Regions from separate parts of the Mus musculus genome. Here all the other regions are linked to region 1. The links are chromatin contacts, called in public HiChIP or PLAC-seq and promoter capture Hi-C maps. All regions are on one chromosome and are shown on one strand. Each heading gives the region's core, a stretch centred on a gene start, on an enhancer-like site or on the middle of the called end of the contact. The rest is flanking DNA. Distances are from core to core; before and after follow the strand shown.

Region 1 (5,434 bases), core at 1,693-4,192:
CTCCTCTGCCACCCCAAATCTGTAAGTTCACACATTGCACCCAAGACCAGCCAAGATTGTGTGACTGTTACCGGTGGTTGCAATACAGTCAAAACCAACGAAGGCATAGAAACAGGTAGCAGCGCCACGGAGAATCCCTTCCAAGCCAAAAGGCATGAAACCTCCAGAGCCCATAGAGTCCAAGCTAGAGTGCAAGAAGGAAGAGAATCCGTAAGAGTGTTCAGTTAAGTGCATCCCTTTTCTGATGCCCAGCTGTTCATTGTCTCCCATTCCCATTCTGGATTCCTCCTCCTCCCCCATTATGGTCCCAGCTTTGTGGCTCTCTAACCTACAAGTGCCGTTGGATTCACTCATGGTCAAGCAATAGTCCTCTTTCGTGAGCTTCCAGTTTCTCAGTTCTCCCTTAATGAAGCCAGAGATGATGACAAAGCTGAGAACCAAAAGGTTCATCCCTGTGAACACTTTGGTAACCAGGGCTGATTTACTTGCCCCTAAAACCAGCAATCCTGTGGGAGAAAATTGTTCAGGATCCTGAGGACAAAATCCTTCCTCCACGCTTGCTTTCCCTTTTTTCTGCCTCTGTGTGGCAGACTCTTTCCTTCCCAGCTTCCTTTCCTCCCCTCATTACCCTTGAGCGCTTCCCAAGCCCAACCCCTCCCATCATTCACCCTGCCCCTTGCCTCACCAGTGAGCAGCAACACAAGGGCCAAGGCAAAGAAATCTGGATATTCTGCAAGAACATGAGGCATCTTCAGCAAGATGGTCCCCTTCAGAGTCCGAGAGATGTGGTTTCCAATCAGGTTGTCAAAAGCAGAGCTCCAAGCCCGGGCCACACTGGCTGTACCTGGTATAGCAATTGTATTTTCTACCTTAACCCCAATACTCAGGAATATTATAAGATCAAATTCCCTCCCTCCTATACATCTGCCTCACAGATTCCTGCCATAATTACCCACCTTACTCTGTGTGTGTGTGTGTGTGTGTGTGTGTGTGTGTGTGTGTGTGTGTGTGTTTGACAGTTCTCTCTATGTAGCTCAGGCCTAGCCTGGCCTCAGACTTAACAAACTCTTGATCCTCCTACCTTAGCCTCTGAGTGCTGGAATTATAGGTGTACAACTCTAGACCCAGCTCCTGTTATTAATTTTAAAGACCCTAACTAACATCTTAATGAATGAACACCAGACGGAGGTGAACAATTGTACTGCACCTTCAAACCCTCCCTATACCCCTACCCCAAATAAATAAATAAATAAACAAACAAACAGACATCTAGAAGTATTGAGATACTAGGAAAAATAAAGACAATTTAGACTTCACTGAAATTGCACTCGGATTTCTGGATCCATAATCCCTCTGCTATTTGTGTAATCATCCATCCCTCCCATCCTACCCCAAGCATCTATCTCACCAATGACGTAGGAGAGAATGAGATTCCAGCCGGTGGTGAAGGCCCAGAGTTCACCTACGGTGACATAACTGTAGAGATATGCAGAACCAGAGCCGGGGACCCGGGCACCAAATTCAGCATAACACAGTCCAGCCAACACAGAGGACAGAGCAGCCACCAAAAAGCAGATCACAATGGATGGTCCTGCTTTATCTTTGGCCACCTCTCCAGCCAGGACATACACACCTGCACCTAATGTGCTGCCCACACCCAGAGCCACTAAGTCGAGGGTGCTCAGGCATCTGGCAAGGCGGGTCTCACCCATACCCAGCTCCAACACACGTCTCCGCACCAGCTTTTGACCAAATCTTCGAAGTGCCTGCCACAGCATTCTAGTTGGAATTGAAGAGGATGCTAGCTAGGTTCTGGTGAAAAACAAGACAAAAGCCCTTCAATGGGTCTCATTGTCCCCCACAAGCTCCAAAAGTGAATTACAAAACCCACTCCCTCCACCAGGTGAATGAGTTACAGGGACAAAGGGGGTTGGGCAGAAGAGGAGAAAGCAAGCCACTTCCACCTCTAATTACCATTTCTTCATATGCAAGTAGGAATTACAATAATAATGCAAGTGGGGATTACAGTGTCTCCCAGGCAGGTGGAAGGACCCATTTCAGAAAAGGCTAGAGAAAGCTCTGTATAGCACAGTGGTTGGCCTTTAGTAAGTGCTAGGACATTAGGTTTCTTCTTTTCCTGCCCAAGAACCTATGGGATTTACCCTAGAGCCCAGCCCAGCAGCCTTGAAACCTAACATTTCTGTTTCCCCGGCCTATGGCTCCTGGTGAATCAAGCGGAACTCAACTCGGGGCAACTCTGAAAGAACCCTTTTTTTTTTACACCCATTACCCACATCCCTTTTAGTGAGCGCCCAGAGAGCTTCAGAGACGTGGCTACGCCTGGAAGAGGGGACTGACCTCAATCTTATCCCTTCTCACCAAGCCCCGGCGATCCACCTGAGCCTTCTTTGCCCTCGGAGAAAGCAAATGTTCCCCACCTCCTCCGGCTAGGCTACGATGACCAGTGAGCACCAGCAGTGAGGCGGGGCTTCGGTCTCTGAAATTGGGAGATGCGCCTGGGGGGTGGGGGGCAAAACCAGCCCGAGATCGCTAGCACTTCCCTCTCGGCCGATTAGGGGTCCCGCCCGGTGGCCCTAGACTCAGCATCTAGATTTTTATGGCTCCATGAAGAAAAACAATCTGGAAATGCGCTGGAGCTAGGGAGCCCTGGCTCCTGGGCTAGGGTCTTACCAGCAACAGGTCACAGTTGCGCTGATGCAATTGCAAGCCCTGGTTGCCTGAAAAGCCTAGGTAAAAGAGGAGCCTCCCTCTCCCCACTCTGACACACGTGCCAGCCCCAAAGGCTTACCGGAGAGCCCTGGCAAGCCCAGAGAGAGAAGATTCTCAGATCCGGTTCAGTGAGGCTGACTTCAGTCGAGTTGGGTTGGGTGTGCTTCAATGCCGCAGCTCAGGGTCCTTGCAAGCCAAGCGCCCCTTATATTCACCGGGAGGAGGAGCCAGTAACGTCATGGGATCCCAGCCCTAAGCCCTCTCCCTACACATGACACACAACACAATATACATACTGAAGAGTTGAAAATCACTAGCAACCTGTTAGGTTCATAAACACTTGGGTCATAAACACTTGGTCCTTGAGCCTCAGCCAATCCCGGAAGATACCTTACCTTTCCTGGATCAATCATAATGTTCCAACGACCCGTGTGGAATGTCTCAAAGCCCCAGGAGCGTTGCCTAAGGTAGCACATCACCTAGCTGTTAAGAAAATTTATGGTTTTAAAATTTCCCCTTTTCCTCCCCCTGGTTTGTGGTTTTTGCCTTTATAAGCTCTGTAAAATTTCAGGCCGGGGTCGAAACTCCTCTACTCCTTGCTTGGTGTATGAGTCTCGACCCCAGCATGCTGGCCTGAGCTCTCGTTCTGTCTCGCTTTCAATAAAAATTCCTCGTGTGATCACAAAGTCCGGTCTCTGTGTCCCACTGGGTGCGCGACGTTCCCGAGACTTGAGTGAGGGTCTCCCTTCGGGGGTCTTTCAATACCAACACACTCGCTTGTGTACACGCGGGCACACACACACGCACACACACGCACACGCACACCGTCAGTCACCAGTCACATGGCTTTGCAACATTGGTCGCTTTTGGCCTGAGACTGCTTCCCAACCAAAAAAAACAAGCAGGGCATGGCCGGGAGTGAGAAAAGAGGGATAGCCTTTAACCATTTGCCTCTCTGGTGGTCAAAAGACAATTAAAAGCTTCCTGACCACAGATCCCATGGGTATTTTCTACCTTTATGCAAGATTAGTCAGAATCAGCAAACATTCGCAGCACTGGGGAGGGGAGTGAATAAAGAGAATTGGGTTTGTGTGAAGGCTGGAGGGGCAAATAGCACCAAGTCTCCATCTCACTGTGTCTTCTCCCTGAGCACGTTTGTCTGCATGAAATCCTTCAGGACCTTGCAAGACTATCAACAGCCCCGACTGCTGCCTCTGCTCTCACTCTCTAATACAGACAGCAAGAAAATGGAAGACAGTTTCAAACCACCTGTACACCGATCATTAACCCCGAGTAGATTCCTAGGCCACAATGTATTTGTAGCATCTCTCCACCTGCCTATTAATATTAAATATGAAATTATGAATATTTAAATATTGAAGGAGCGAAACTTTTTAAAATTGATAGTGATGGGGATCAATCCTGTAGGTCTCCCCAGTGCCAAGATTATACCAATGAGCTGCAGCCCCACCCTTTTAATTCCATTTTGCTGATGACTAAGCTGAAGTTTGGAGCATCAGACTTAGCATTGAGTCACCATTCATTCTGATAAAACCTGGCCTGTTGTTTTAAGGTCTGGCCTCCCATAGGTACTATACTTCATTCAAATGCACAAGAAAGAGGAAGTGTGAAGCTCATGCATGAAGTAGGTCCTTTTTAGGCTAGGAATTCCTAGGAAACCGCAGAAGATTGTAGAAACTTAAGAAAAGAATGCACTTGTTAAAGAGCTGCTATAAAGCTACGTCTACCAAAGAAACACGAGTAAAATCCTTGGGACCGATGGAGATCTGGCTTAGTGGTTGAGTGCTGAATTCAATGCCTCAGAGGTGGGGGTGGGAGCAAACACATTTACTCCTAGTCTTTAATGGTCTAATCTGAGAAAGAAAACCTCCACAGCACAATTAGAGGCTCCTTAGGCAACGCTCCTGGGGCTTTGAGACATTCCACACGGGTCGTTGGAACATTATGATTGATCCAGGAAAGGTAAGGTATCTTCCGGGATTGGCTGAGGCTCAAGGACCAAGTGTTTATGACCCAAGTGTTTATGAACCTAACAGGTTGCTAGTGATTTTCAACTCTTCAGTATGTATATTTTGTTGTGTGTCATGTGTAGGGAGAGGGCTTGGGGCTGGGATCCTATGACGTTACTGGCTTCTCCTCCCGCTGAATATAAGGGGCACTTGGCTTGCAAGGACCCTGAGCTGCGGCATTGAAGCACACCCAACCCAACTCGACTGAAGTCAGCCTCACTGAACCGGATCTGAGAATCTTCTCTCTCTGGGCTTGCCAGGGCTCTCCGGTAAGCCTTTGGGGCTGGCACGTGTGTCAGAGTGGGGAGAGGGAGGTTCCTCCAAGGGTGCAGTATATGAAATTACAACTAGGTCAAATTCCCAGCTCAGCCAGCCACTGTGGCCTTGCATAAATCACCTATCATTTGTAGATATAATAAGTGTGTTTCAAAGGGTTGGTGGGCTGCTTAAGTAGCAGTATGAAGTCAGGTCTTCCTATCTGGCACAGTGGGATAGTCAATGAAAATCTGACCCAGATTCAAAGTAATATATATTAGTGTCTACAACAACAGTTCAGCTGCTTAAACTCAGTGACTGCTTAGGTCATGAGATTCATTGGCAAACTGATAGATAGTCAGACAAGTAGTACAGACTGGGATGACTAAGGGAGGCTTCATTTGTAAGGCATTTGGGAG
Region 2 (5,434 bases), core at 1,754-4,253, 400 kb after region 1:
CTACAGAGTGAGTTCCAGGACAGCCAGGGCAAAAAATCCTATATGCCAGACATGGTGATACTCATATTTTTAATCCCAGCAGTTGCCAGGCAGACGTGGATGGATCTTGATGAGTTTGAGGTCTGCTTGGTCTACATAGTGACCTCTAGGTCAACAGAGAGACTGGCTTTTTAAAAACTGCTGACTGGGCTTGGTGGCACACACCTTTAATTCCAGCACTCAGGAGGTAGAGACAGGCAGTGTCACATTCTCTGTGAATTCAAGGCCAGCCTGGTCTGCATGGTGAGTTCTAGGACAGCCAGAGCTACATAATTGAGCAATCCTGTCTCAGAGAAGAGCCATGCATACTTCATTCCTGTGTGAGTATATATGCCATTCATGACCTCTGTCCAGTTTTGTTTCTTCTTTATGCTTAAGCATATTGTTTACTTAAAAAAAAAATCCGACGTGACCCTGAGGAAGGGCGGGGCCGGGAGGAAGCTGACGTGTGGGCAGTGGGCCTGACAAGATCAAAGCTGCAGGAGGATGGACAGTGAGGTACAGTAAGATGGAAGGATCTTGGACCTGATTAATGATGCTTGGCGGGAAAATAAGCTGCCGTAAGAGGATGTCACCATTTCACTGAGCCCGAGCAAGACAACGGCGGCACCACAGAGTCTGTGAAAGAACAGAAGATTAAGTGGACAGACCTGGCCTTACAGGGCCTCCACAAGAATGTCCCACCCACCAGAAACTGATGCCGGGCTCCTTCCCATGGATGGAGTTTTCAAACATATGTGGATAGACAGTTTCCTGTCTCCAAATGCAGATCTTTAGGAATAAATCAACACTCAAAAGCAAAAAAAAAAAAAAAAAAAAAAATCCTTAGGAAAATTCTAAGGATGACCTTTATAGATTGAAATGTTTCCTGAATATTTCTCTCCTGCCCCCCTGTTTCTGTCTCGTCTCTGTATGTCTTCCCCCACTCCTCTCCACTCACAGAGATCTCCCTACATCTGCCTTCTGAGTGCTACGATTAAAGTGTGCCACACACAACCTAAATTCCTCTTTTGATAAAACAGTGTTTTTCTCGGGCAGTGTACTGTTTTAGTAAGTTGGAGTCAGTGCCACAAAGTGCAGCTTCTTATGTGACATTGCCTATTCTAAGTGGACTCCTTTGTATCTGACTTCATTCACTTAGCCTGTTTCAAGGTTGATTCATGTTCCCTAATGCCACCTTTGTTGTTCCAAATGACAAAATTTAATTTTTATCATATGTATTTTGTGTGTGTGCACACACACCATATGTGTGCCACAGTATGCATGTGGAGGTCAGAGGACAATTTGCAGAAGTTGGCTCTCACTTGCAGCCATGTGGGTCTGACGGACTGAACTTGGTTGTCTGAATTGTCAGCAAAGACATTTACCACCTAAACCATCTCACTGGCCCCCAGAGGTTCTTATTTCAAACCTAAATAGGGTTTCATTCTGTGCACACATATTACCTTTTCCCTTATCCATTCATCTGTGCATGTGTGCTTAGGCTGAGCTCTACAATTTGGCTATTGTGAGTAGTGCTGCAATTACTGGATTTTCTCAATTATAGTTAAATTTGATGAAGCAGAGAGCAGAATGGTGATAAGTGGATTCTGCGAGGCATAGAGAAAGTGGGGAGATGATAGGCAATGGTCTGAAGTAGAATGAATATGTTTAATTTTCTTTGAGATATATATTGTGTGTTGAATATAGTAAACAATAGTGTACTGTACATTTTCAAATGGTTAGGAGGCCTGAGAGTGTAGCACAGTGATGGAGTGCTTTAGTAGCATGGATTTGTCACATGCAAAACACTGTATCACTGACAGGTGCTACATCCCCAGCATCAGGACCACAGTTTTCATTACTCAAGCTTTGCAGTGAGTTTTGAAATCCATAAGTAAGTCCTCTGAACATTCTTTGGTTTTTATTGTTTTAGTAGTATGTTGTCTACTTGCGGTTCCTTTGGACCCTGTATTATTATTAGGGTGGGTTTTATAACAACATGTTTTTGAGACAGGGTATACTGGATAGTTTTCTATCAACTTGATACAAGTTAGAGAGGAAGGAGCCTCAGTTGAGGAAATGTCTCCATGAGATCCAACTGTAAGGTGGTTTTTCAATTAGTTATCCATGGGAGATAGCCCAACCTATTGTGGGTAGTGCCATCCCTAGGTTGGTGGTCCTGGGTTCTATAAGAAAGCAGGCTTTTGCCAGGTGGAGGTGATGCTCACCTTTAATCCCAGCACTTGGGAGGCAGAGGCAGGCAGATTTCTGAGTTTGAAGCCAGCCTGGTCTACAAAGTGAGTTCCAGGACAGCCAGGGCTATACAGAGAAACCCTGTCTCGAAAAACCAAAAAAGGAAAAAAAAATTGAATCTTCGGACCAATTAAGAAATCCTGTTAGAAAAATTCTAAACATAATTCTTGGGTTTTCCAATCAAAATCAGAAAGCCAGAAAACATTCTAAAAGATCTGTGTTCAGTCTTCAGACAGCCTTCTCTGGATAGCTGCTAGCAAACCTTCTGAAAGAGCTCTCTAAGTAATTCTTGGAATTTGAGGTCAGAAATCCTATTAGAAAAAAATTCTAAAAGAGCTTTGAAAAATTCTAAAAGAGCTGTGCTTGCTGTCCATGGATTTTTCTGACCAAAATCAGACATTCTGTTATAAAAAAAAATAGTGAAGAACCGTGTTTGCAGAGCTTCCCAGATACCTCAGCTTTCTACAGAAACAAATTCTAAACAGGAACTGCCGTCACTTTCTGCTAGCTCATCCCAACACAGACTAAAAGCCCAGTTTTCAAATACATATCAATCCGGTTATTTATTCCAGGTTCCCTCTTGACCATCCCAGGAATCAGCATTCCATGACCTTAGCCCCTTGATTGTTAAGAAGAGACAGCAACCGAAACACAGACAATTAGAGAGCTCAGTGGGACCTAGCCCTGGAATTACCATTCCAACCACGCCTCGACCTAGGCTGACCTTGAACTCAGGAATCTGCCTGTCTGGTCTGGATCGTTCTGGGTCCTGCTGCTCTGTTCCAGGGACAGGAACCAAGTCATGCAATGCAGTCCCTTACGTATGACCAAGCAGAACTTGGCATTATACACTACCTTTCAATCTATGATGAGGCATCTTTTTAATATATATTACATGTGTATGTATGTATACCTGCATCTCTGTATCTGCCCTATGTGCCTGAAGTTCCCATGTAAGCCAGAAGAGGCTAGCAGATCCCCTGGCTTTTGTAATTTTCACTGCCAGTAATAGAAATGCATTCACACTTTAAAAAAGAAACTGGATCCAGCCAGGCAATGATGGCACACCCCTTTAATTCCTGCACTTGGGAGACAGAGGCAGGTGGATCTCTATGGATTTGAGTCCAACCTTGTCTATAGAGCTAGTTCTGGGACAGCCAGGGCTATGCAAAGAGAACCTGTCTCAAAAGAAAAAAAGAAAAGAAAAGAAACTGGATCTGTGATCTAGGGAGATGGTTCTCTGGGTCAAATGTACCTGCGTAAAGCTGGCGATAGCACCATATATCTGGAGCCCCATTGCTAGGCTGGAGTTACAGATCTCTGTATCCCTGGGGCTCGCTCACTGGCCAGACAGTTTAGTTCAATCAGTGAGCTTCAGGTTCAGTGAGAAATCCTGTCTCAAAGAAAAGGTGTAAGGCAATAGGGGAAAACTTCCACATGTATGTGTATCCTATACACAAACCTATGTAAACATATACCACCAAACATACATATACACAGACTTTTGTATATACAGAGCCTGGATTTGAGCTAGGTGACCATAGGGTTGTACACTATAATCCTAGCACTTGGGAGGCTGAGGCAGGAATATTGCTTTGTGTTTCTAGTCAGCCACAGCTACATAGTAAGACCGTGTCTCAAAAACAAAACAAAGTAATGCTAACATATAAAAACAGAGCCAGGGAGATGGTTCAGTGGATATTGGTTCATTTCCTGCCAAGTCTGAGTACCTGTGTTTGATACACAGAATCTACATGTTACCCTCTGACTTCAACATGTGCACTGTATGTGGAAACACAAATGTAGACATATGTGTGTGCACACACACATACATACATACATACATACATACATACACACACACTAAATGAATGTGAGAATTTTTTTGTTTTAAAACATTAAAAATGGGGGCTGGAGAATGGCTCAGCAGTTAAAAGCACTGACTGTTCTTCCAGAGGTTCTGAGTTCAAATCCCAGCCATCATATGGTGGCTCACAACCATCTGTAATGGGATCTGATGCCCTCTTCTGGTGTGTCTGAAGACAGCAACAGTGTACTCACATTCATAAAATAAATCTTTTTTAAAAAAACATTAAAAACAAGAAAAAGATATTTGGCCCTGACTGGCCCAAGAAATTGTGCCATAGTCTTCTGAATGTCCGAGTGAACATCATCTCACCTGGCTACCATTTGATCTTTTTCAATACTGGAAAGTGAACCCAAGGCCCTGCACTCTACCACTGAGCTACATTACCGGTCCCTTTTTTATTTCAATACAGGTCCTCAAGCAGGGCGGTGGTGGTGCATGCCTTTGATCCCAGCACTTGGGAGGCAGAGGCAGGTGGATTTCTGAGTTCGAGGCCAGCCTGGTCTACAAAGTGAGTTCCAGGACAGCCAAGGCTATACAGAGAAACCCTGTCTCAAAAAACCAAAAAAAAAAAAAAAAAAAAAAAAAAAAAAAAAAGAGAGAGAGAGAGAGAGAGACAGGTCCTCACTGTAAAAGTAAGAGGCTTTTCTATGCCCATCCTTGCTTTGGCAAGGAGACCTTTATATTTATGAATAAGCTAGCACTATAGCTGGCACTATTCTAAGCTAGCCAACTTCCCAGCTGCATGGTCCCTTACCTGTCATCTTAGTCCCCCTCCTTCATTTGGTCTTACCTGAGACCCTCTTCCTTTCTCTAAGCACAGAAGTGCTGCCTTTTCCTCTCCTGCTCAGCTATAGGCTGTTGAGCTCTTTATTTGACCAATCAGGGGATAGAGAAAAATGTTTTACAAAATACTGAGTCTGGGGGTGCCTCATAATAATAATACCAAATTACTGACTGCAACTAGATCTCTGGGTACAGAAATCAGCAATTGAATACACAATGCACAAAACATCCCTAACATCTCACTAAGTTCTACAGTTTGGTCTCAAGTTTGCAATTCTCCTGTCTCAGTCTCCTGAGTATGTGGCAGGTACACGCTACTGATCTGATCTGCAGTTAATTTTTGTTGCTATTATTATACTTCTGGGAGTCAAACCTAAGCTTTAATTATTTTCTTTTATTTTTATGTGTTCAGGAGTCTTGTCTGCATGCAGTCTGTGAACAATGTGCAAGCATGCCTGTTGAAGCCAGATGATGATGTCAGATTCTCTGAGACTGGAGTTACAGATG
Region 3 (5,434 bases), core at 1,097-3,596, 360 kb before region 1:
TAGTTTCTACACATTTCGTGAGCATCCCCTTCCCCATATGCCTGCCAGAACTGTGTTTGCTTCTCAACAAAAAGATGCTTAGGCTAGAGACATGGCTCCGCGGTTAAGAGCAGTGGGTACTCTTCCAGGGGTCCTGAGTTCAATTCCCAGAAACCACATGGTGGCTCATGACCATCCGTAATGGGATCTGATGCCCACTTCTGGCTTACAGGCATATATGTAGTTAGAACACTGTATACATATGTCTTAGTCAGGGTTTCTATTCCTGCACAAACATCATGACCAAGAAGCAAGTTGGGGCAGAAAGGGTTTATTCGGCCTATACTTCCATACTGCAGTTCATCACCAAGGAAGTCAGGACTGGAACTCAAGCAGGTCAGGAAGCAGGAGCTGATGCAGAGGCCATGGAGGGATGTTACTTACTGGCTTGCTTCCCCTGGCTTGCCCAGCCTGCTCAGTTATAGAACCAAGACTACCAGCCCAGAGATGGTCCCACCCACAAGGGGTCTTTCCCCCTTAATCACTAATTGAGAAAGTGCCTTACAGATGGATCTCATGGAGGCATTTCCTCAACTGAAGCTCCTTTCTCTGTGATAACTCCAGCTGTGTCAAGTTGACACAAAACTAGCCAGTACAACATAGTAAACAAATCTTTTTAAAAAAATGTTCAAGGTCCTTAGCCTGTACTTTGCATATAAGAAAATCAAGTGTCTGCTTTACCATACAATAGCAAATACTTGAGAGATGGAGTTGACTGGAGAATGTGTTTAATTTAGCTCATGGTTTTGGAGGCCCTGGGCCATGCTTAGAAACCCATATTAGATCATGACAGAAGTACGATGGAGCAGGATGGGAGAAAATAGTGGAAGGATCTGGGTCCCATCACCAGCCTTCGAGAGCATACTCTCCAGTATACAAAAGACAGACACTCCACGAGAACCTACCTCGCTATAAAGTTTTCCCCAACCTCCCAAATTGTACCACAGGCCAGGGAACAAGCTGTGAACACACAAGCCCTTGGGGAACATTAAATATCTAACAGAGATAGTACCGTGGTACAAAGAGGTGGTTATATAGAGTTACAATGTCAGTGAATATTAGAGCTGGGAACAGAAGCCAGTTACATTTACCATATAGTTCTTTCTAGTGCCCTGCAATCCTACTAATGCTTTTCCGTTTACAGAACAAAACTACTGCCCCCTTGCTTTCTCCCTTAAAAAGGAAGTGGGGGGGGGGGGACAAGGATTATTCCTTACCTTATGCCAGATTTCTTGTCTCCAGTTAGAAGCCAGAAGGGGGGCCAGCCATGCAGTACCTCATACAGGCTATATTTGAAACCTTTTGGGAGTTTGCAAGCCTTGAGGCTCATCCATGCATATCGAATGCTGTCCCCACCCCACCACCCCCAAAAGGCTCTCAAACCATCCCCACGTACAAGAAAACAAGACTCTAGAATCCACCACAACCCAAGCAAAGGAAATTGAAAAACAACCTGCCAAGAATGACTCCCAGTGGAGGACTAGGTGACCCGCTGGCCCTCCCTGGCTTCCTGCCAGCAAGCAGCCTTGCTCCTCTTTGCATTTTAATTCTGAGAGAGTTAGAGAATCTCTGTCATTGCCAAATAGAGCCTCTGGATACAATGGGAAAGCTGAGAGGGAGGGAACCAGCTCCTGGCAGAAGAGAGCCAGTCTCCCTCACTGGATAAAATTGAGTGTGTGGAGGGGGAGGGGAAGCCAGCTTATCTGTAAGGAGTCATCCTTTCCCACCCTCCATAGTGCTCACACACAGACCCCAAGTCACTTCATCAGCCCCAATCCAAGAGCTGTCCATCAACACAGCTCCCATGCAATCCTGTACTTTTTATACTAAGCTGACCACAGCTTGCTAGGCCACCTGCTTCTTTTGTACATGTTCATCTTCCAAAAGCCTGGTACCCTAATACACTATACACTCCTGAAGCCATTCAGTGCTTGATAAACAAGACAGCGAGCCTGATATCCTGAATGAGCACCTGATGGGTGGTGCGGTGAGGGCTATTGAATACATCCACAGGGACTCCTGGTCCAGAAATGGGGCATCTTACTGCCTAGAGTTCATAAAGTCACTTCAATAGCATCACATCGATGGAACTTGCAGAAGTATAAATAGCCCAAGAGGAAAGGGAAGCTAATGATTGGAAGTTGTACTCCTAGGAAGCTTGAGGTTAGACTTCCTTATCCACTCAAGAGTTTCTAGGGGACTGGCAGGGCCCCTTCTCCTCGCTGCCAAGTTGCAAAATTGTGTGGTCACCTCCCCCAGCTTCCCTCCCTCCTATGCCCTCAGTCCTGGCCTCCTAGAGCCAGGACAAAGCCCTCAGGCAGTGACTGGGAGGGGAACAGGAGGAGGGACAGAGGGATGGGGAAGGCTGCACAAAGGAATTCCTCACACCAAGCCCCCTGACTGCCAGCTCCAGAGAGTAAAGAAGCCGACCTCCTCTCCAGCTAGCTCACTCGCTCATCTTCCCACCATGACTGTGCTCGAGCCATAGCGCCTCTCCCGGCCTTCCAAGAGGACCCACACTTCTTCCTGTAGGTGGCAACAGTGACACCTGTTTGACCAGTGAGGCTGAGCCAGGGACTGCAAGAGGGAGGAGGCAGACAACTCGGAGAGGAGCTGGGAGGCAGAGCTGCGGGCTTGCTTGCTCACTGTGTAAAAGGTGTGAGGGCTCGGGAAGGCTGGGGGCTACCGCTGGGGAGCCGGGAAGCAAAGAGCGGCTCAAGCCGGGAGGGATGGAGCCCAGGGGGCTATGCAGCACCCCTGTCAGATTCCCTGCTCCGGGTCTTTCAGACTGGCCAGATCCTGATTCCATCTTCCAGGCAACTCTTGAGGGAGGTAGGACTCTGGAAATCTGGGGTGCCCGGGTATGACCCTAGACGAAGCAAGGGATGTGGATTGGTGCTCAGGGCAGGATACTGTAGCCCAGTTCCGGGATGGGGAGAAGCAGGGGCCTCTCTTTGGGTTGACCAGTCAGTATAGTGGGAAGGGACCCAGCTCCCACCCCTCCACTACCTAGACGGGACCCTCCTTTCCTAAGGAGAATTTATTAAGGGGGCATCTTTAAGAGCAGACACACCTTGCGTTCTTGCAAGAGCTCTCACACAGAGTGAAAAAGCGACACCGTTCCTTTGTACAGGACAGTTAGATGAGAGAGAGAGAGAGAGAGAGAGAGAGAGAGAGAGAGAGAGAGAAGAGAGAGAGAGAGCAGAGAGGAGAGAAAGAGGGAGAGCATAGAGGGAGAGAGGGAGAGAGAGAGCAGAGAGGAGAGAAAGAGGGAGAGCAGAGAGGGAGAGAGAGAGAGAGAGAGAGGAGAGAGAGCAGAGAAAGAGAGAGAGAGAGATTATCCAGAGGCTCCTTTACATAGTCATTTTGAAACCCATTTTACTGGGAGCCACAAGTCCACTAGTGCACACACATGTTCATCTGCTGATACATGACCCACAGTCACACCCTGCTTATTGCTTACGTTGGTAGTTCAGTAGTAGACTTCTCACCTGCTGCAAACTGCACACCCTCTCAAGTAGAATCACACTCACAAGCCCAGTCTGGTTTGTAGATCTGCTTAGTCTCAGCCGTACTGAGAACCACAAGGCACAGGAATACCCTGCTCCAGAACAATTCCCCTGCCGCCGCCACCACCCCCCCCCCCCGCTACAGACACGCACAAGCAGACACGCACACATGCACCTTTGCCCTGTGTGCTTAATGTACTTTAAGGATAGCTCAGAGGGTGGGGCCTCTGGGACGGGGAAGGTGGGAGTTGGGTTTCTATTTGGGGTGGAGGGTGACTGTATATGATGTCTGGGAAGGAAATGATAAGGCTAGGTTGTGGGGGCGGGGGGGAGACTTGGATTTTCTGGACTGTGCAGACAGGAATGAGGTTCCTTTAGAAGGCAGTGATCCAGGCAGCCTGCTCCCCTCAAGTCTTCTATTTTACAGTGCCCCTAACCCCTGAGAAGTGGACACAGAGAATCTTTTAGTCAGGGGCTTTGTGGTTTGTTCAATCCCGTATCCATAGCAACTAGTCAACTGGCTGTGTCTCTCTCAGCCTGGGGTCAGAATGAGAACCTCAGCTTCAGGTTGACTCCTGCTTTCTGGGGTGCAAGACAGCACCAGGCTGCCTCAAGCTCAGGCAGATCTGCCTTAACTTGCCGAACTGAGTTTGCCCCACCCTGAGGCAATTTCTCCTAAGTTACTCTGGGCAAGCACTCCAAAGCCAGCTTTGGATGTCATTAAATAGGAAGGATCTGGAGAGAGTGGGTACACATATGACGCCTACAAAAAGGCTGGGCCACTGACCTCCCAGGTATCAAAAATAAGGGGCAACTCCAGAAACGGTTCCTCTTTTCTGGGTTTAGAATTTGTCACCTCATGAACTCCAGAGCTCCGGGTCTGCTCTGTGACAGCCAACCTTCCTGCTGAGCAGCATCGAAGGCTTCTATCTACCTGCCCCAGGCTCCTCAGATACATGGAAAGGGAGACTGAGATCTGTCCTCTATGTGGGTCCCTGATGGTCAAATGTCCTTTTCCCCCAGGCCTTAACCATGGCAGATTCCCCCGGCTGCTGCTCCATCTGGGCCCGCTGCCTCCACTGCCTGTACAGCTGCCACTGGAGGAAATATCCTAAACAGAAGATGCAAACCAGCAAGGTGGAGAAGGGATGGGGGGGTGACAAATCAGAAGGCTGCTTGGATTCATAGGCAGCTGGGAGGAAGGGATTTTCTCTCCCCCAGGAAGAAAATCTCCCTCAAATACTGGAAGAACAGCTCAGTGCAGGGCAGGAAGCTGAGCTGCCATTCTGGGGGCCTCTCAGCATGAAATGGGGATCAGCTGAGAGCTTCTCTCCTGCTCCTTTGCAGTGCGACTGTATCTGGTTTGGCCTGCTCTTCCTCACCTTCCTCCTGTCCCTGGGATGGCTGTACATCGGGCTCATCCTTCTCAATGATCTGCACAACTTCAATGAGTGTGTCATGTACCACCTCCTTCCTCCACCTACCGACCAACCTACATCCTACCCTGGGCTCAGCCCCCACTATAAGTTATCCCCAGCTCTCCATGGCCCCCGTATCCCAGCACTATCAACATCCTTAGAAAATTCCTCCAGGAAAACTCACCAATCCCTAGAGACCGTGGCTCTAAGAAACATTTCCCCCTCACCCCCATCTAATGGGTTTCCTGGATCTAGCCACTTCAACTCCCAACTTACCCTACCCAAGACACCTCCTCCCCTTGAACATCTTCCTTTACCCTCCTACAGATTCCTGTTCCGCCATTGGGGACACTGGATGGACTGGTCCCTGATAGTCCTGCTGGTCGTCTCTCTCCTGGTCACATATGCATCCTTGCTATTGGTTGGTCCAGGGACATCCGGCCTAACTCCCACATAAGCCCTTCATTC
Region 4 (5,434 bases), core at 1,550-4,049, 340 kb after region 1:
GTTTGTCTGTTTTGAGATAGGGATTCTCAGTATAGTCCTGGCTGTTCTAGAACTCCATCTGTAGGCCAGGCTGGCCTTGAACTCAGAGATCTGCCTACTTCTGCTTCCCAAGTACTAGGATTAGAGGCATTCACCATTGCTAAAGTTTTTTTTTAATGTTTATTTTATTGAAGCATGTGTGTGCATACTTAAGCATGTATCTGAGGTTGTTTGTTTTTTCTTTTATTATTATTAATCATTCCATTAGTTTACATCTCAAATGGTATCCAACTTCCTGGTTACCTTCTCCACCAACCCACCATCCCACATCTGCCTTCCCCCTCCCTTTTATGAGGGTCCTCCCCTACCCACCCACACTCTCCCTGCCACACCACTCCAGCATCCCCATACTCTGGGATATCAAATCTCCCTGGGATCAAGGGCCTCCCATCCTCTGCTACATATGTATCTGGAGCCAAAGATCCCTTTAGGTATACTCCTTGGTTGGTGGTCTAGTCTGGTTGGTTTGTTTTTTAAGGCAGAGTTTCTCTGTAGGTCCTGACTGTTCTGGAACTCACTCTGAGACTAGGCTGGCCTCAAACTGAGAGACTGTCTACCTCTGCCTCCCAAGTGTTGGGATTAAAGACATACACCACAACTGGGTTATGCCTGAATATATGTATGTTGTGGATCGCAAGCCTGCAGGAGCCTGAAGAGGTCAGAAGAGGTGTTAGATGCCCTGAAACTAGTTACAAATAGTTGTGAACTGCCATGTGTCTGCTAGGAATGTAAGCAGCTCCTCTGCAAAAGCAGTACGTGCTCTTAACTCCTAAGCCATCTTTCCAGGCCCCGTGTTACTATTTTTTCCAAGAAAATCATTGCATACAAAAAGTCACAGCTGGGGCTTCAGGGATAGCTCAGAGGTTAAGAGCACTGGACCTAGGTTGGATTCCCAAACTTGCATGGTGGCTATCTGTAACTCCAGTTCTAGGGATCCACCATTGTCTTCTGTCCTCCTTAGGCACTACATGCACTTACATACATGCAGACAAAATACACACATAAAATAATTAAAACAGTCCATGTGTCTGTGGACTACATGCATGTATTACCATCAGAAGCCAGAAGAGGGCGTCAGATCTCCTGGAAACTGGAGTCCCAGCCAGCCACCAATGGGAGCTGGGGTAGGTACCCTAGTCCTCTGGAAGAACAGTCAGCACTCTTTACTGCTGAGCCATCTCTCCAGTCCCCATTAAATCTTTTTTGAAAACAGAAAGGGTCATGGTTTAGAAAGTATTCACCTTTTAAATCATGTATACATATACATGTATGTGTAATTTTGTTGTTATTGTTTTGTGTTGAGACAGAGTCTTAGGTACTGGATACCTTGCTACTCACTGTGTAGTCCAGGGTGGCCTTCTGGGCAAGGAGGCTCCTTTTTCAGCCTCCTGAGTACAGAAGTTAAAGGCTTAATCATTTCTGTTTGATTGTGACAGTCATACGTAGTAAACAGCTGTCATAATTGGATAGTGGATATAGGAGATCAGTAGTAGGGCTGAAACTTCATACTGAAGGGCATTATCTGATCTTGATCCCCCCCATTTTCTTTTTTCATAATAATGTGCTATCTTATCTCAAAGAATTTGGGAACCATTGGGATAAATATACCCACTATAGTAAGTTGTAGCCATATGTTGATGCACACGCACACGCAAACGGGGTGGATTGGGTAGAATATAGCTAGTCTCTACTACTGTATTGAATGGTGCCACAGAACCTTCCCAACATTGTAAGAGGCTTATTAGACAGCACAGTTCCATATCATTGTATCCCCATACAAGGTATAGGTAATGCCTATTGAGATAATCTGCCATCAGGAGTATGAATTAATTACTGAGGATTAACTACTGGTGCCTATCTATTGAACCTTGTAATCCTTGGTTAACCGCCTGGGAGAGCTAGGCATTATGGAATAACGAAGGTTATTATTACCTGATAGGCCTCCTATGGGATAAAGAGTAGGTCTGATGTGAAGACCTCCAACATACTGGTTCAGGCACCGCCGACCAACCTGTTGAGTCTCTCTGCGATGGGAACCTTAGTCTGTTTGGCCTATCGGGTTCTCTGGTTACTATGGAAATGGTGCTAGTCACAGTTCTGGGTAATCACTGAGCTTAAAGTGTCAAAATCGTTTGCCCTCCTGCCTGTTTCTACAATCATGTCCATTTCAGTTACACTTCCCAAACATACCCAGCACTGAGAAAGGAAACTAAAACTGTATAGGGTGTCAGGGTAGACGCTTTGAGGAAGTGTGGAAAAAAAGAAACATGGCGGGGCACATTTTTTTTTTTCAGTAGCAAACGGCTAGCTCTACCACATAGAATACAATGACATTGTTAGTCTTAATTTTGCACAGGCGCAGTGCATAAATTCTCAGCACACGCCTACGTGCACATTTTCCCCCCTTTTCGCTCCGATCTTCCTCTCGCACAAGTTCTCTTCTCTCCTCCTCCCACCGCTAGGTTTTCAGTCCTTCCGTAGGGCCGGGTGAGCCTCTCCTTCCGACCCCCTACCTTCCACTGCTGGCTCCCCCTCCCCCTTCCTTTTCCGTCTTGTGCTCGGCGCCTCTAGTGCATGCGCATAAGCTACGAAGCCTCGCTCTTTGTCCCCATCTGTCGTTCACACGAACCCAAGGCTTTGACAGTCGGTAGCCAATAAACGTTAAGAAATGGCGGACTAATGAGACTTTCTCGGGAGATAAACTTTGACTGGCAGTTCACATAGCCAATCGGGAATCCAAAATTGACCCCCCCCCCCCTCGGGAGGTACCGAGCTCCGTCGGCTCGTTTCCGGCGGTCGCGCGCTCTTTTCTCGGGACGGTGGAGGCCGTGCAGCGTCGCCCATACTCCGAGCAAAGAACTGTGGCCAGAGGGTGAGTTTGGGGATGGCTCTTTGGTTGCTTAGGGATGCGGTGGGGCTTCCTGCGACACTCTGGAAAGGGAGGGGTTGGGGCGAGGCCGAGTTTGCACACGGGCTATGGGTTCCGAAGGCCCGGGAGGCCTTTCCCCCTCCGCACAAGGCCTTCGCAGCCCACCCATGGGGGCCAGAGCGCTCCCTGCTCCCCGCCGCGGGCATTAGCCAATGCTTTTCTTGCTTCCTTGCCCAGACTCTTTGTGCTGCTCACCCCCAATTTTAGTGGCCCTAAGTTGTTGGCTTCTTGAACGCCCTGGGCCACAGGGTGTGGGGTCTATTATACTAAGGCCCTGAAGTCGAGGTTAGAGGAGGAGGCGCTTTGCTTTGTCGGATGCTCCTCCCTAGCCTTTCAAGGCCATTAATTCCTAGAGGGCCTGTGGGGCCCCTGGAGCTATGGATTTTTTGTTGTTGTTGTTTTGTTATTTGAAACGAAAGTGGGAAGTTTGCTAGTTCAGACCCCTTGGCTTTTGGTGCTAAGTTCATGAAACACCCTCCACCCCACCCTTGCACGCGCGCGCGCGCGCGCCTTTTTTCCGAACCCCTTGCTCCTTAAGCTTTTCCTAGGCATTTGTAGGCATCGCTTTTCTAAATTAAAAAAAAATGTTGCTTTCTGTGGCATTACTTTCGAGTATTTTTCACTTTGCGGACGTCTTACTGTAAGCTGACACCTTTCTTTGTGTTTTTAACAGCAGTCGAGGTTAGTGAGGACTGCGAGGCAGACACTTTGCTGTGTTCAAATCCAAGTCAAGGTAGGTGCAGGAGGTAGGGTCATCAGGTAAAGTGCAGGATGCTTAACTAATACAGATTTTACAGATGAGAAATTAATTTGGGGGGCACTTTTCATGTTATTTAAGCTAAACCGTTTTTAGAATCTGAAACTAAAATGTGACTGAGTGGTGTGGGTTTTTTTTTTTGTTGTTGTTTTGTTTTTATAACCCCTAATTATGGCTGTTCTAATAGGGGTTAGTGCTTAAATTTATGTTTGTCCACTTCATTGTTTTTTAAATAAAAAGTCCTAAGAAACTCAGCCGCCTTTACCGTGATTGTATTCTACAGCTTTAACAGTCGCCCACCAGGCAACCATATCAGCCTAGCAAGTTCACACTGGATTTCTCTAGCAGTTTTTCATTTAGTAATTTGACTCTTCTAAAATTGAGAGGACCTTGATTTAGATTTCAGATACCTGTGATTAATATGGTCCTGAACATGTCTGCAGGTATATCACACACAGTAGCTATAGTCTCTTTCATTGTGGTTAATCTTAGGACGTGATAGGAGACAGAAATCCTAACTGCTGATCTCTGTAGTTAGGGTTTGGTAAGTTTATTTCTGCAAAATTATATTATTGCATTTAACATAGGAACATTTCTTTCATGCTTGGTACTTGCTGTGTATACAGTGGTAATTTAGATTCTTTGGGCAGTGCTAACCTTCCTTGGTAAATGGAAACTTATGGAGAAGACTACATGGAAGGGAAAGATTTTGAAATCTGTCACCATGGGGATTTTTATTCAAAAACAAATAAAATAAATTTGGTTGTTACACGTTATCCATGCACTCAGGAGGCAGAGGCAGGTGGATTTCTGAGTTCCAGGACAACCAAGGCTACACAGAGAAAGAGAGAAACCCTGTGTGTGGGGGGGGGGGGGAAGAAAGAAAGAAAACAAGTTCTCCATGGTCAGACATGGTGGCAGAGGCAGATGGACCTCTGAGAGTTAAAGGCCAACCTGGAGTACAGAGTTCCAGGACAGCTAAGGCTATGCTGCGAGATTGGGTCGAAAGGAAGGAAAAAAGAAAGAAAGAGAAAGATTCAATTGTTGGGTGTTTATACTTTTTCTATATTGACAAGTTAGGGAGAATCTGATGATGACATTCTGTTTAACAGTCCTGTTTCTTTTTCTTTCTTTTCTTTTTTCTTTTTTTTTTTTCCTCCCGAGACAGGGTTTCTCTGTGTAGCCCTGTCTGTCCTGGAACTCGCTCTATAGACTGGCCTTGAACTCAGAAATCCTGCCTCTGCCTCCCAAGTGCTGGGATCAAAGGTGTGCGCCACCACTGTCCAGCTTTTACATTCCTATTTCTTTTTTTTTAAAGATTTATTTATTTTTTTATGTATATGAATACACTGTAGCTGTACAGATGGTTGTGAGCCATCATGTGGTTGCTGGGAATTGAACTCAGGCCCTCTGCTCACTCTGGCCCACAGATTTATTTATTATTATATGTAAGTACACTTTAGCTGTCTTCAGGCACACCAGAAGAGGGCGTCAGGTTTTGTTACAGATGGTTATGAGCCACCATGTGGTTGCTGGGATTTGAACTCAGGACCTTTGGAAGAGCAATCAGTGATCTTAGCCGCTGAGCTGATCACTCTCCAGCCCTACTACATTCCTATTTCTTGAGACTAGGAATGGTAGTTTCCTTTTTGGAGCAAACGCTTCATCGTTCCTGAGTGACAGTTAAATGATGCTTTGTAGTAGTAGTT
Region 5 (5,434 bases), core at 1,357-3,856, 320 kb before region 1:
GAAGGTGGCCGGCTGTCCCCGGCCCACACAGGGTGCTGCCTCAGCTCCTCTGTGCTTCTGCCTGTTCCAGAAGCTGTCAGGTTCTCTGGCGCACCCTCTCACCTGTTCAGACTAATTTCCTAAGTTCGGCGGGTCCCGGACCAAGATGGCGACCGCTGCTGCTGTGGCTTAGGTCGCCTCCCCAGCCGGGCGGGCACCTGTCCTCCGGTCCGGAAGGTGGCCGGCTGTCCCCGGCCCACACAGGGTGCTGCCTCAGCCCCTCTGTGCTTCTGCCTGTTCCAGAGGCTGTCAGGTTCTCTGGCGCACCCTCTCACCTGTTCAGACTAATTTCCTAAGTTCGTGCATATTTCTTTAAACAGTTCACACCATGGATTGTCTGTCAGTGCTCTCCATACCATCGGGAAGATGTTTAGTAACTTTCGATATAAGTAATCAAATGAGAGACGTGCAGAAATCACGTCTTTCTCTAGAACTGCTTGTAGTACCAAAATCTGCAGTAGACAGGTCTCTGTAAATGAATAGAACCAATAGAATGTATACATATTATATGTGGGCTTATTGGATTGGCTTACATGATAGGGAAACTAGCAGTCCAACAATGGCTGTCTGTACACTGGCAAGGCATGGAATGTGGTAGCTGCTCAGTCCAAAAAAAAAAAAAAAAAGACATTTCAGCAGACCCAATCCAGTGTCAAAAGCCTGGAGAGTCACTGAAAAGTCACTGGTGTTAAGTTCACTTGGATAAAGTCTGGTGGCGGCCAATAATGGCAACAGCAGTGATACGTGCAGTCAAAAGGAAGAGAAGAGGGAATAAAGGGATGGCTCAGTAGCTAAGAGCACTCGTTGTTCTTGCAGAAGACCCAAATTTGGTTCTGAGGGACAACTATCTGTAACTTCAATATCTGAGGATCTGACACGCCCTACTGGCCTCTGCCAGAACTGCACGCAAATGGCTCAAATACATACATGCAGGTAAAACACTAGTACACAGAAAATGAAACAAGTCTACAAATAATTTTTGTAAAGGAAGTGAAAGCAGGCATAGGCTTGCTGCATTTTACTCAGACCTCTCTGTATCTGGGTGACCCATTGGAAGATGCCACTCCCACTGAAGGTCTGTTCATCCGCACTTGAAATGCCCTCACAGATATGCCCAATGCGTATCTTCTAGGTGATTCTAATTCTACTGAAGTTGACAACCATGGCTAGTTACCATAACTATATGGTTTTCTGTTCTTTGTTGCACTTACGTTTGTCTACATCCTCTCAGGGACTGGGTCTGTTTGTTGTATATCGTATTGTTCTATTACTATATTCTAGAACAGTGTTTGGCATGAACATCTGTTGAATTAAGCCCAAGTCTCTATTCACAACACCCATGTGATGGCTTTACACCGGGTAAGTGCTCAATTAATGTCTGTTAAATGAAACGGAGACCTAAAATCTGCAGAACTTAGAGCACAGTGCTTATCTGAGTAGTTTAGAGCATGGGTTCCAGTCAAATGGCAAGAACTTTCATCTCTCAGTTATGCTACCTAGTTGTGTTAGCACCGCTGAGCTTACAGTTCTTATTGGTAGAATGGAGGTACCTTTAGTACTGCCTTGATAGAGACTTTTGTTTGCACCTCAGACTTTGTAACGATTCAGTCATTGTCTGCTAAAGATAAAACAAGGACAGAAACAAAAAGCTAGCCTGGGTGGCACCTGTAATATCACCAATCAAGTAGTTGAGGCAGGATGATCACTCTGTCTCAAAAAAAAAAAAAGATTCTTTCTGTCTTATGATTACCCTTTCCCCACCTTCCAACAGCGTGAGCGAGGAGAAGTCAAGGAGACCTCCTTCAATCGGGATTCCTGGGTGCTGTGCCAGAACCAAAGAATTGGCTTCTTTCACTTTAGATCTTTTCTTACCACTTCCTTGTACCCGAACTCCCTTTCCTCGTAACATTTCAAGCCTCTTTTCCCTAACATAACCATGGAGTGGAGGCAGAAGTGTCGGAGGCAGGCATAAATAGTTTTCTCTCGTTGCCGGTTCTGAGGTTAGTCTCTCACTGGTGATGTAAGAAAGGTCGACTGTGAGAGATACTCATTACAGGGCCTAGGAAATGAAAGAACAATGGTCCTGATGAGGATGCGCTGACAGACCTGGATGCTGCCCTTTTCCTTGGTCCCCTGCAGGAGGCAGCACTTCGCGCACCCTGTCCAGATGCCCCTTTGATCGGTTCTATTGCTGCCTTTACTTCTGATGGCCCTAGCTTAGAGCAAGCTTAGGGACCCATTGAGCATCTCACTGCAACTCCCTCTTGCCAGTGGGGCGGGGTGGAGCGGGCAGAAGACAGCCTGAAATTGGCAACACGAGAACACAGGATCGCAGGATCATACTCTTCAGCTCTCTAGTGGCCCAAATCTCAGCCACCTAGACTAGGGTTGCCAGTAACTCCACAGAATAGGGGAGATGTGTCTGAGTCCGGGGGGTGGGGGGGCGCCTCTGCTTCTGCTCCTTTAAGAAGCCGCTGTTTAGCATTCCTGCTGCTGCCGCTGCCGCTGCCTGACTCTGCGCTCTGATTGGCTGGAATCAATTGAGAAGGGAGCCAGGGAGAGATGCTCTTGACTCCACTCAGATCCATCCTGGGGACCTGAGCAGAAGAGGTTCTCGCCGCACCTAGCCTTTGCCTGGGCGCCCGATTCTTCTTTGCCGCTGGGCCTCGGCCCAGAAGCCACAACGGGCGACACGGAGCCGCCAGTGCTGGAGGGGGAGCCATGGGTGCGGGGCAGCGTGGGGGCAGAGGCCCCAGGACGCCCGCCCGGCCCCAGGCCCCGCTCAGCCAGGGCACCCCCACGGGTGCCCCCTCCTTCTTGGTCTGAGCAGTGCGAGTGTGCTAGGGAGCCCGGCGGCGGCGGCGGCGGCGTGGAAACTGGCGTGGGCTGGGGGGTCCGAGCCGCGGGGGGCAGTGCCATGCACAAGCACCAGCACTGCTGTAAGTGCCCCGAGTGCTATGAGGTGACCCGCCTGGCCGCCCTGCGGCGTCTTGAGCCTCCTGGCTACGGGGACTGGCAGGTGCCGGACCCCTATGGGCCAAGTGGGGGCAATGGGGCTAGCTCCGGTTATGGAGGCTACAGCTCGCAGACCCTGCCTTCACAGGCAGGGGCTACCCCCACCCCTCGCACCAAGGCCAAGCTCATCCCCACAGGCCGAGATGTGGGGCCAGTGCCCCCTAAGCCAGTCCCCGGCAAGAGCACCCCAAAACTCAACGGCAGTGGCCCCGGCTGGTGGCCCGAGTGCACCTGTACCAACCGGGACTGGTATGAGCAGGTAAGGACCGGCAGATGAGGAGGAGGGGAGGCTGGTGGGACAACCCAAAGGACTAGGGATTGGGGTCTAGGAAGTCTGGGGAGCAGTAGAGGTTGCTGGGGCTCCAAGTCTATGGATCTGAGCCTTTAGCAGCTGACCAAAGAGAGACTGTTGAAAATACATCTTCTATGTGTGTCTGTTTAGGGGGTCTCCGTTTGGAGGGGATTGGGAGGAGCTGTTTGTATCAGGGGGTGATGGTATGGCGGAGGGGCACATTTTTCTAGTGTGGGGGATTTGGGTTTGTCTCAGTGCAGGGCGGGGGGGTGGCAGTGTCTCTGTGTCTGGCAGGGGGCGGGAGGTTCTGCGGGGGTTGTATGTGGTGTGTGTCTCCATAGGAGGGGAGGAGGGGGCATGGTGCTCTGCGTGGGGGGGACATATGTGTTTGTATGTATGTTGGGGTGTGTGGAAGAAAGCAATGGAGCTTGTGTGAATGTATGTATCAGAACCCATGTGCCCAGATGGCTGAGCGTCATCTCTCCATACCATGAGTCCCTCTCCATCCCAGTCCCTTTGTGTGTGAACGTGCACATGGATATGTGAGGATGTGTCTCTGAATGTGAAGGTGTCTCTGTCGATGAGGCTGCAGGGATAGCTGTGTTCGCCCGAGGGTGTCTCCATGTATATGTGTGTAAGCATGTGGCTTCAAGAGTGTACACGTGTGTGTGTGTGTGTGTGTGTGTGTGTGTGTGTGTTGTCCCTGATGAGAAGCGCTTAACAGGCAAAAGGGGGGGGGGCAAGACACATCCCAAGCAAGGCTGAGATGCTGCTGAGAAGGACAGACTCTTTTGTCCAAGCTGCTCTGAAGTGTGTGCTGCGGGGGGTTGGGGGGCAGGGGGTGTTAAACAAGCCTTCTTGCTCCAAAGCAGGCATATTGCCTGGAACCAGGCAAAGGGTAGCTGCCCTAATGCAGGGTCTTCTCTGAGTGGGACATGGCCCTTATGGGTACCCACAGATGTGAGAGAGCTTAGCTCCCCAGCTCTGATTTGGCACAGCTTGGGAGCCCCTGGGTGCTGGGCACAACTCCGGCTTCCACTCCCAGCCTGAACTGCCAGCTTAGAAAATGGAAGGAGCGTCTGTGGGAGAAACAGCAAAATGGAGGCTGGGCCAGCAGAGCCAGGTCTCTGGCACGCATGGCGGAGGGCCTGTCTAGTTCTTCAGTTCTGCAACCCCCAGGGTGGAAAGAGAGGAGGAGAGGCTTTGCTCTCTATGGAAGGTGCTGACTGTCCCAAGCTGGTGACCATCTGGTCACCCCTGTCCTCTTCGGAGAATAGGATGTGCTTTTACCTAGAAGCAAAAGAGGGGGCTTCTTGGAGATCAGAATTATCCATTCTGTATGTCTGTCTGTCTACACCTCTTCCTATGTCCCTAGCCTTGGTTCCTTGCCCTCTCCAGTGAGTCCCCTCTTTTTTGCCCCTCCCTTATAAGCACACGCTCATGCTTGGCCTGCCTAGTGAGAAATAGGTGCCAATTCCAGGGCCGGGCCTGTTGGGTGATCTTTGGATGGCTCCTGACCCTAGAGGCAAGGTCCCTGAGTGGAAGTGGGACCAGAGCTAGAGGGTGGACTACTGGGAGCTGAAACCTCCAGGTGCCACCCAAACTAGGTGGGCATGGCTTATCACATGTGGAACACACATGGTACACTAGGTACACGAGAGAGTGTACCTGCATGGGCTCTCTTTTGCTCTGTAACGGTTGTATGGCACTTCAGTTGGCTGTGTTAGTTGCGGGGGGGGGGGTCTCTGATGAAGCAGTGATTTTTCTTCCTGGGACCAGGGTGAGGCTGCAGCTGGAGCCCTCCCCACTGACTCCTTAAGACCACAGAACATGAAGGGGGAGAGAGAGGGGAGGCTAGTCAGCACTCTTGAAGCCAGTGCTGCAGAGGATGAAGGTGGGAAGGGGGAGGCAGAGCAGACTATGTTAGAAGAACACTCACCCTGTGTGCTCTCTTCTGGGGCCACAACTTCAGAAGGGTGTAACACAGCCAGAGAAATGTGGATCAGTGCTGGGACACTTGGTGAGGGAGACAAGGGGCTTCCTTTAGTCTTGAAAATGATTGTGGGAATGAGGAAGCAGGTGTACTTG

What was found. Promoter capture Hi-C pulls out the DNA fragments that hold promoters and counts their contacts. HiChIP or PLAC-seq counts read pairs in DNA pulled down with a chosen protein or histone mark. Capture Hi-C pulls out chosen DNA fragments and counts their contacts.
Region 2: an H3K27ac HiChIP or PLAC-seq map of embryonic stem cells shows a contact between it and region 1, with 10 read pairs. The contact joins the enhancer-like site here to the promoter of Slc7a3 in region 1. A contact is called at or near these places in 10 of 39 promoter capture datasets (the 3T3-L1 cell line, the C10 cell line, the HPC-7 cell line and 7 more), 6 of 115 datasets of contacts at active chromatin or transcription factors (all in embryonic stem cells) and 1 of 9 other capture datasets (adipose tissue).
Region 3: a promoter capture Hi-C map of pancreatic islet shows a contact between it and region 1. The contact joins the promoter of Gdpd2 here to the promoter of Slc7a3 in region 1. A contact is called at or near these places in 3 of 39 promoter capture datasets (the C10 cell line, embryonic stem cells and liver), 1 of 115 datasets of contacts at active chromatin or transcription factors (embryonic stem cells) and 3 of 9 other capture datasets (adipose tissue, embryonic stem cells and pancreatic islet).
Region 4: a promoter capture Hi-C map of embryonic stem cells shows a contact between it and region 1, with 4 times the contacts expected there. The contact joins the promoter of Nono here to the promoter of Slc7a3 in region 1. A contact is called at or near these places in 5 of 39 promoter capture datasets (cranial neural crest, embryonic stem cells and stem cell-derived epiblast-like cells), 2 of 484 Hi-C or Micro-C datasets (both in embryonic stem cells) and 4 of 115 datasets of contacts at active chromatin or transcription factors (all in embryonic stem cells).
Region 5: an H3K4me3 HiChIP or PLAC-seq map of stem cell-derived neural progenitor cells shows a contact between it and region 1, with 5 times the contacts expected there. The contact joins the promoter of Dlg3 here to the promoter of Slc7a3 in region 1. A contact is called at or near these places in 12 of 39 promoter capture datasets (the 3T3-L1 cell line, 3T3-L1-derived adipocytes, the C10 cell line and 6 more), 4 of 484 Hi-C or Micro-C datasets (all in embryonic stem cells), 7 of 115 datasets of contacts at active chromatin or transcription factors (embryonic forebrain, embryonic stem cells, large pre-B cells and 1 more) and 4 of 9 other capture datasets (adipose tissue, embryonic stem cells, liver and 1 more).

The regions. Positions count from the first base shown.
Region 1 is chrX:101,082,463-101,087,896 of GRCm38.p6, forward strand. Slc7a3 (solute carrier family 7 (cationic amino acid transporter, y+ system), member 3) reads right to left here and starts at 2,943. Exons shown (of 12, transcript NM_001301840.1): 1 at 2,810-2,943; 2 at 1,409-1,812; 3 at 686-844; 4 at 329-506; 5 at 72-184. The coding sequence starts at 1,778.
Region 2 is chrX:101,478,823-101,484,256 of GRCm38.p6, forward strand. It overlaps the pseudogene Gm14843. Among named protein-coding and RNA genes, the nearest start is that of Itgb1bp2, 32 kb to the left of the region's middle. Within about 2 kb of position 3,004, at least 10 of the 459 cell types and tissues checked have an H3K27ac peak or open chromatin away from gene starts, as enhancers often do. A contact at or near this core is called in embryonic stem cells, where this site is marked.
Region 3 is chrX:100,727,501-100,732,934 of GRCm38.p6, forward strand. It overlaps Gdpd2 (glycerophosphodiester phosphodiesterase domain containing 2), which reads left to right and starts at 2,347. Exons shown (of 16, transcript NM_023608.4): 1 at 2,347-2,695; 2 at 4,572-4,685; 3 at 4,896-4,999; 4 at 5,294-5,387. The coding sequence starts at 4,581. Gm52438 (a long non-coding RNA gene) reads right to left here and starts at 1,668. Exons shown (of 3, transcript XR_003953096.1): 1 at 1,257-1,668.
Region 4 is chrX:101,426,852-101,432,285 of GRCm38.p6, forward strand. It overlaps Nono (non-POU-domain-containing, octamer binding protein), which reads left to right and starts at 2,800. Exons shown (of 12, transcript NM_023144.2): 1 at 2,800-2,911; 2 at 3,642-3,701.
Region 5 is chrX:100,765,116-100,770,549 of GRCm38.p6, forward strand. It overlaps Dlg3 (discs large MAGUK scaffold protein 3), which reads left to right and starts at 2,607. Exons shown (of 21, transcript NM_016747.4): 1 at 2,607-3,313. The coding sequence starts at 2,957.